2 separate regions of the Canis lupus genome follow, and region 2 is linked to region 1. A link is a contact called in public Hi-C data. All regions are on one chromosome and are shown on one strand. Each heading gives the region's core, a stretch centred on a gene start, on an enhancer-like site or on the middle of the called end of the contact. The rest is flanking DNA. Distances are from core to core; before and after follow the strand shown.

Region 1 (3,215 bases), core at 265-2,764:
AGTTGAGAATTATGACTACAATTCCAAGTGCCTAGACATACCTCAAAGCTGGCCTTCCAATTAGGAAAAAAAAATTTCTCCAAACAGTTTTCCATTCTCTAATCAACAATTAAATCAGTAAATGGACAAATCATATTGGAAAATCCAGTTTAGCAATCTAAAGTGTAATGATCTATATATTCCCAGCACCTTCAGTCCTGTGCTGCTCAGTGGCACCAGGTAGCCAAGGCCCATGTCAGCACCACCACCGCCTTAAACACAAAGCCCAGCAGTGTTTACATTTAAAGGTGTGTTTTCCCTTGTGTGGTTCTAATTACAAAATCACACTTGGTCTTCAAGGCAGAAATCAGTCTTACCCAAGCCATCTCTCTTTTCTACAGAACAGCACTTCACACTGATGCAGAACCAACTCCGCAGAAGTGCAAGTAGAGGGACGACAGGTACCAAGCAAGGAGATAAAGTACAAAAAAATGTTCAATATACTAATGCCATTCTCATTGCAGATTCCAGTGTTCAAAAGGTGGAGGGAACTATTTCATAGGCAGAGCCTGCCCGTGTGGCATTCCAGGTGATGAGTTACCCTTCTCTGCATTTCTTAAGAGACTCAACACTACACATCTCCCCATGAGCATGACTAAAACCCCAGGGATCTGAGAAGACCCAGAGAATGGCTTCCCCAGGACAGACTGAGCCCAATCCTGGGAAACCAGGCCACTGGGAACACTCCATCCACAGCAGTAGCTTCCCCAGGGAGCCAGCAGCTCTCACTAGCCTTCCACTCCTCCTCTGGGGTCCTGCCCCTAGACTCACTCCCCTTAGTCTCAAATTCCGAATTCCGCTAAGGCTGTCACCACCCCTACCTCCCACCCCCCTCCCTCCCACCCCCAGGTTGTTGAGGGAAGATATGTGTCTTCTTGCAGTGCTTAAAGGTCGTGATTGGTTTTTATTTCACTTTTGTCTTAGCCCTGCTATTTACAAGTTTACCGCAAAAGCGCTTGCCTGAATTTGAGTTATATTCTTTGTCTCTGTTTCTCTCAGACACAGTCGCACACTCACAGCCTCCCCTTCCCCCTAGCAGACAAGTGGAAATTTCCACTGAAACGCTCAGTGGCTCACGGTGGGTGGGGGGTGGAGAAGGGGGATGGGAGGGATTTGAAACCAAGAAGCATCTTCAAGCCTCTCTCAGAGGATAGGAAACAGATCTATCTGAATGCCAGTTTCTAGACTGTTAAACCTTGCTTGATCAGTTAAACCTTGCTCGATTCAGGCTTCACTGAGAGTGAATTCTTTACCTAAAAACCAAGGAACCCTCTGCATGGAAAAGCCCTATTTCTTTTTATATCTGTTGGGGCTCATGCATTTTTAAAACCACTAAACCTAGTGAAGAATCCTTACAAATCTCAGGAAGCTGCCACTAAAAAAGAAACCCCCAAGGCCGCAGCAGCTCTGCCTTGAAACCCGGTTGTGCAGCACCTTCACACAAGAATGGGGTCAGGATGCTGGCCTGGACTTAATGCTGGCAGGAAAGCACGAGAACATGGAAATGTTAGCTAACAGGAAAACTACAGAGAAGAATCAATCTCCTCTAGAGAGGGTGCCAGGTCTCTTGGAGTAAGCTGCAGACACATTTGGGGAGAGAGTCAGTAAAATTCCACTGATTCACCATAGAGTCAGTTATTTTTATCATTCTGCTTACCCGTAAATAGACGGGTATCTTATATGTAGGCCAGCAGATCTTATAAGCACCTATTTACATTTTAATACAGATGAGAATGGAGAAAGAAGGGACGACAGTCAAGAAAAGCCTCCTTCACTTCCTAAGAATTCCTTTAGGCACGCCTTCTGGGGTAAGTCCTATCTCAGAGCAGCAAAATCAGACCTTGTAACAACGGTCAAAGCCCAACAGGGGCATTGTTTTACAAACACACACAAGCCCAACGCTGAAATATGGACCACAGTCTCTTCTACAGTTCTCTCTCCTCCAGCAGAAAGCCCATTCAGTCTCAATCCAGCCCCATCTAGTGGAAAGAGAGCCTTATACTAGTAATTGCAGCCCTGAAGTCTGACACTGGAATGGTTCTGGCAGAGGGTGACTGACACCACGACTCAAAATACCCATCCCTTTCTAGCAAGGGTTTAAAGGAGCATCTACTCCTACTGCTCCCCTCTGCATATGTGACACCATCACCTTTTAGACTGAGAAATACAGTAGGAATCTTCTACAACACCAACCTTCCCTTTCTCAGAGCTGATGAAAGAATGAAGGTGAACATCTGAAGGTACAAAGTAGAGAAAAATCTATGGGCCCCCAGGAAACCAAAGCAAATCCAGAGCTGAGAATGAATTTCGGAACTTTTAAAACCTGCCCCCACCCCCTTCTTCCCCAACTCTGAGTCATGCTTCAACCGCTTCCAGACACTGCCTGGAAACAACAGGTGGTGAGTGAGGCCAGAGCCTCCATCTAGAAATCTGGTCCAGAAGACCCAAACTTCCTAACCACCCCAGCATGGCCCAAGGAGCAACAGGGGCATCTGGTTAATTCCTTTTTGGTCTAATTTCACATCACCTGGGGTACACCTTAACAAGTATTTGGAATATAACAAGTGTACTTGATTTTTTGGCATAGACTGGTCAGAGATTGATATAATAATAAATACCAGGTCCTAACACTCCCTCTGGGGAGGCTCCCCAGATAACTGTGAGGCAGCAGTATCTCTCCTATCTATCCACTTTTCTACACATCTTTATTTTGGGCCCCCTTAGCATGCATTTGGAGGAAGGTGGTGAGGATGCAGAGTGATAAAGGCAATCACCCAACAAGATGGGAAGTAACTGCCACAGACGCTTATCAGCCAGGCCAGGTAAGCCCAGCTGTGCTAGGCTCTTATACCTCTTTGGCTGGTTCCTACGTGAGCAACATGCAGTCAAGTCCCTGATTCAACTGAAAACTCCTTGTGACCAAGACCACAATAATCACCAGAACCATCCTGATATCTAGGAATACTACCAGGATATACATTTCCTCCCTATTTAATGTAAGAGCAACAAATACATAATACCAACAGTACCACAATGCGATATGGGTTCTTGGAGGGCATCGAGTTCACTCGTTAGCCAGCTAAAAAAATTGGCTTTCACGTACCAACCTCCGGATTCAAATCAGCACCTCACCAAAATTACAGATACAGGCCATGCCTCCAGGGATGTCCCAAGAG
Region 2 (3,215 bases), core at 400-2,899, 64 kb before region 1:
GTCTCCCCAGGCATAGAACAATGCCCATAAAATGTTAGGTGCTCAGTAAATATTTACTGAATACATTAATATAGGCACTGCTCTATTAGTTTAGCCATGGCTCTCTGTCACAGTTGGTTCAACTCAAAAGACATAGATTATATATTGTTTGCATACGTGGGTAAAAATTTCCACATATTTCTCCACGAGCAGTTTCACAGATATCATTTCATTTTAGTTTAGTTTCAGGAATTGTTATTCTCCTGATTTTACAGAGGTGAAAACTCATTAAAGTCAGATTTTCCAGGACCTCTAGCTGGCCCCTAGCGGAACTGGGGCATCCACCTTTTCTATCTCCCTATGTTTGGCTTGGTTCACCCATCTCAGGCTTTTGGAAGGGGGGTGGCCCCTTCTTTCTGTTCCCTGGATCTTCCTGAAGCTTCATACTCTCCTTTAGGAAGAAAAACCTGTATTTTCCCCCTTTCCTTCCTCGCAGATAGCTCAGGGCGCATGGTCCCCCTCCCCCGCTTCCAATCCCAGAAGAAGCCATTGTGATTGTCTTTTGGCAGAACCAGCTCTCCCGCAAGGTTGCATTCTAATTTTTGGACTCTGTTCACTAGGTCGGTCCTTTCACATTGCAAGGAGCAGAAACAGGCCCGGATCCCCCCGAATAACGTGGATTTAATGCAATAATTCACCTGGAGTAAAGACAGATAGGGATCTGGTAACACAGCCCAGCTTCGTGGAAATGCAGCCGGCTGCCCAGCAGCCTCACTCCAGGGCTGGAACACAGGCTCCCCAGCGCCTCCCCCTTCTCTGTCTGGCCAACTCCTCTCCTCCTATCTGGGATCTGCATCTCCTCCTCCTCCTCCTCCTCCTCCTCCTCCTCCTCCTCCTCCTCCTCCTCCTCCTCCGCACTGGCAGCTGAGCAAGATGTCCCTTCTTTGTGGCCTTGGAATTGTCTGTGCGGCTCTGGGCGATGGCACTGATCTTACTGCCTGGGGTCCTGGGTGCCCTCTCCATCTCCCTCCACACCTTCGTTAGAAATACACCTTCGCTAACTCCTCATCTTTCGCTCTCTAGGACCCACCGGCCACTTCTCAAAAAGGTCGCCAGAGTCCTCGGAAGGAGAGATCTAGAAAGGTGGCCAGTTCATTCATTCTCCCTACACGCACTGAGTTGCAAAGCCCGGTGCGGGAACTTGGAGGAGAAACCCAGGCAGGACTTAACAGCTTGCTTGTGCCAGACGGGAGCTGAGGACCGTGCTCTCCTCTCTTTCTCTCTCTCTCTCTCTCTCTCTCTCTCTCTCTCTCTCTCTCTCTCTCTCCCCGCCCCCCACCCCCCGTCACGCGCGGGCATCGCCAGCTTTTCGTGCATTTGCAGAATTGAAAGCTTTTCTTGCAGAGAGGTGGGGAGAACAAGGGGGGGGGGAAAAAGCCACCAGCTTGTTGCGCGGCGGCTCGGGTGAAGCGCCTGGCAGCGGGGCCGCGCAGCTCGGGGACCCGGCGTGGGGACCGGCTCGGGGACCGCAGCGGAATGCGGAGCGCACGACGCCGCCAGGGGCCGCCGCAGCCGCCGCGGGCGCATGGAAATTTCCACCGGCCTGCAGAGCTTGCACAATCGCGTCTCATTGGCCGAGCGGGGGTGTCTGTCCCGCGTGGGGACGGCGATTAGATTAGCCAGGGAGCCCTCCTCAGTGGGCTTGGCAGGGTTCTGATTAATCAGGCCAGCGGGGCCAGGGACGGGAGGCCGGGCAGTGGGGCGGGGGGGGGGGGGGGGGGGGGAGCCAGGAGGAGCCCAAGCCTGTTATCAAAGCCAGCTCAGTGAAGCCTTTGGATGTCACCTTTCGACACAGAAAATGCTCCAGTGAGCCGGGAACGGTCAGGGGTAGACACGAGAATTTGCCTCTTCATAAGAAAATTCCCCTAGAAACCACAGGAAAATAAGATTCCGGGTGCTTAAATCCTGCTGCCTGCGCCCCCCTCCAGCTCTCCCTCCGTTCCCCACCCCCTTCCCTTCCCTTTAAAGTCTTCCTTCCAGACCCTGGTGTTGAAGCCTTTGAGCATGCAATGGCCCGTCCCCAGGGTCAATCAAGAAATGCAGACAGTGAAAGACAATCAGAAAAAGGGAGAGGAGACCTCTCAGGGCTCTTGGAGGATCAGCATGAACTCGCCACACTGGCATAAAAACATGCAGCAAGATGTGAGAAGAACATCACTGTGCTCAGACTGTTGGCTTAATGGAATTTATGTGTGAGCTGGGCATGTTGACTTATGATTAAAAATACTACCCTTGTTTTGTTTGCTTCCGAAGTTTCTGGCATTAGGAAGCTCCTTTCTGGAACTTATCGCTAAATCTGCCACAAAGCCAAGCTCTGGCTCTGGATGAATGTTTGGTGAGTGAATGAATGATGTTCCCTGCAGTCTGCAGGTGTGTCCTCACCTGCAGACAGCAGTGTGAGCTTCTGGGTCCTAGCGCTGGTTCTGTCATCTGCAGTCACCTGACCTTGGACAATTCATCATTTCGTTCAGCCTCAGATTCCCTGCTTTGAGAATGGCACAGGTCGGTTCCTCAAGAAGTAAAGAAATGACCATATGACCCAAATCCACTACCAGGTATACACCTAGAAGAACTTGGAAACAGGTGCTCAAAACAGATACTCAGTACACAACTGTTCATAGCAGCGCTATTCACCATAGCCCAATGGTGGAGGAACCCCAAGTGGCCATCCAAGATGAACAGATACATAAACAGAATGTGGGTATGCATACCACGGAATATTACTCAGCCATAAAAAGGAACAGTACTAGGAAAAAAAAAAGGAACAGTACTGAAACATCCTACAACATGGATGAACCTCAAAAGCATGATCCTAGGTGAAAGAAGGCAGACACAAAAGGCCACATGTTGTAGGATTCCATTTATATGACGTATTCAGTAGAGATGAATCTATAGACACAGGAAGTGGTTGGTGGTTTCCAGGGGCTGGGGTGTAACCAGCTTAAATGAATACGGGCTTTCTCTTGGGGGTGATGAAAATGTTTTGGAAAGAAACAGAGGTGGTGGTTACATGACAGTGTGGATGTACTAAATGCTGCTGAAATGCTCACTTTCAAATGGCTAATTTTAGGTCGTATGAATTTTGCCTCAATTTAAAAACTGTAATGGGACTAATAATAAAATTACCCAGCCGAGGGTTAGGTGTGATATCTGCACAGAAACGTCTGAGCAAGTTC

The links. A called contact is a pair of places that touch in the nucleus more often than the background predicts.
Region 2: a contact with region 1 is called in a Hi-C map of amygdala, with 1.7 times the contacts expected there. The contact joins two enhancer-like sites. A contact is called at or near these places in 2 of 9 Hi-C or Micro-C datasets (amygdala and blood).

Annotation. Positions count from the first base shown.
Region 1 is chr31:29,247,695-29,250,909 of UU_Cfam_GSD_1.0, reverse strand. No RefSeq gene overlaps it. Among named protein-coding and RNA genes, the nearest start is that of SLC5A3, 54 kb to the right of the region's middle. Within about 2 kb of position 1,514, at least 4 of the 20 cell types and tissues checked have an H3K27ac peak or open chromatin away from gene starts, as enhancers often do.
Region 2 is chr31:29,311,630-29,314,844 of UU_Cfam_GSD_1.0, reverse strand. No RefSeq gene overlaps it. Among named protein-coding and RNA genes, the nearest start is that of SLC5A3, 120 kb to the right of the region's middle. Within about 2 kb of position 1,649, at least 10 of the 20 cell types and tissues checked have an H3K27ac peak or open chromatin away from gene starts, as enhancers often do.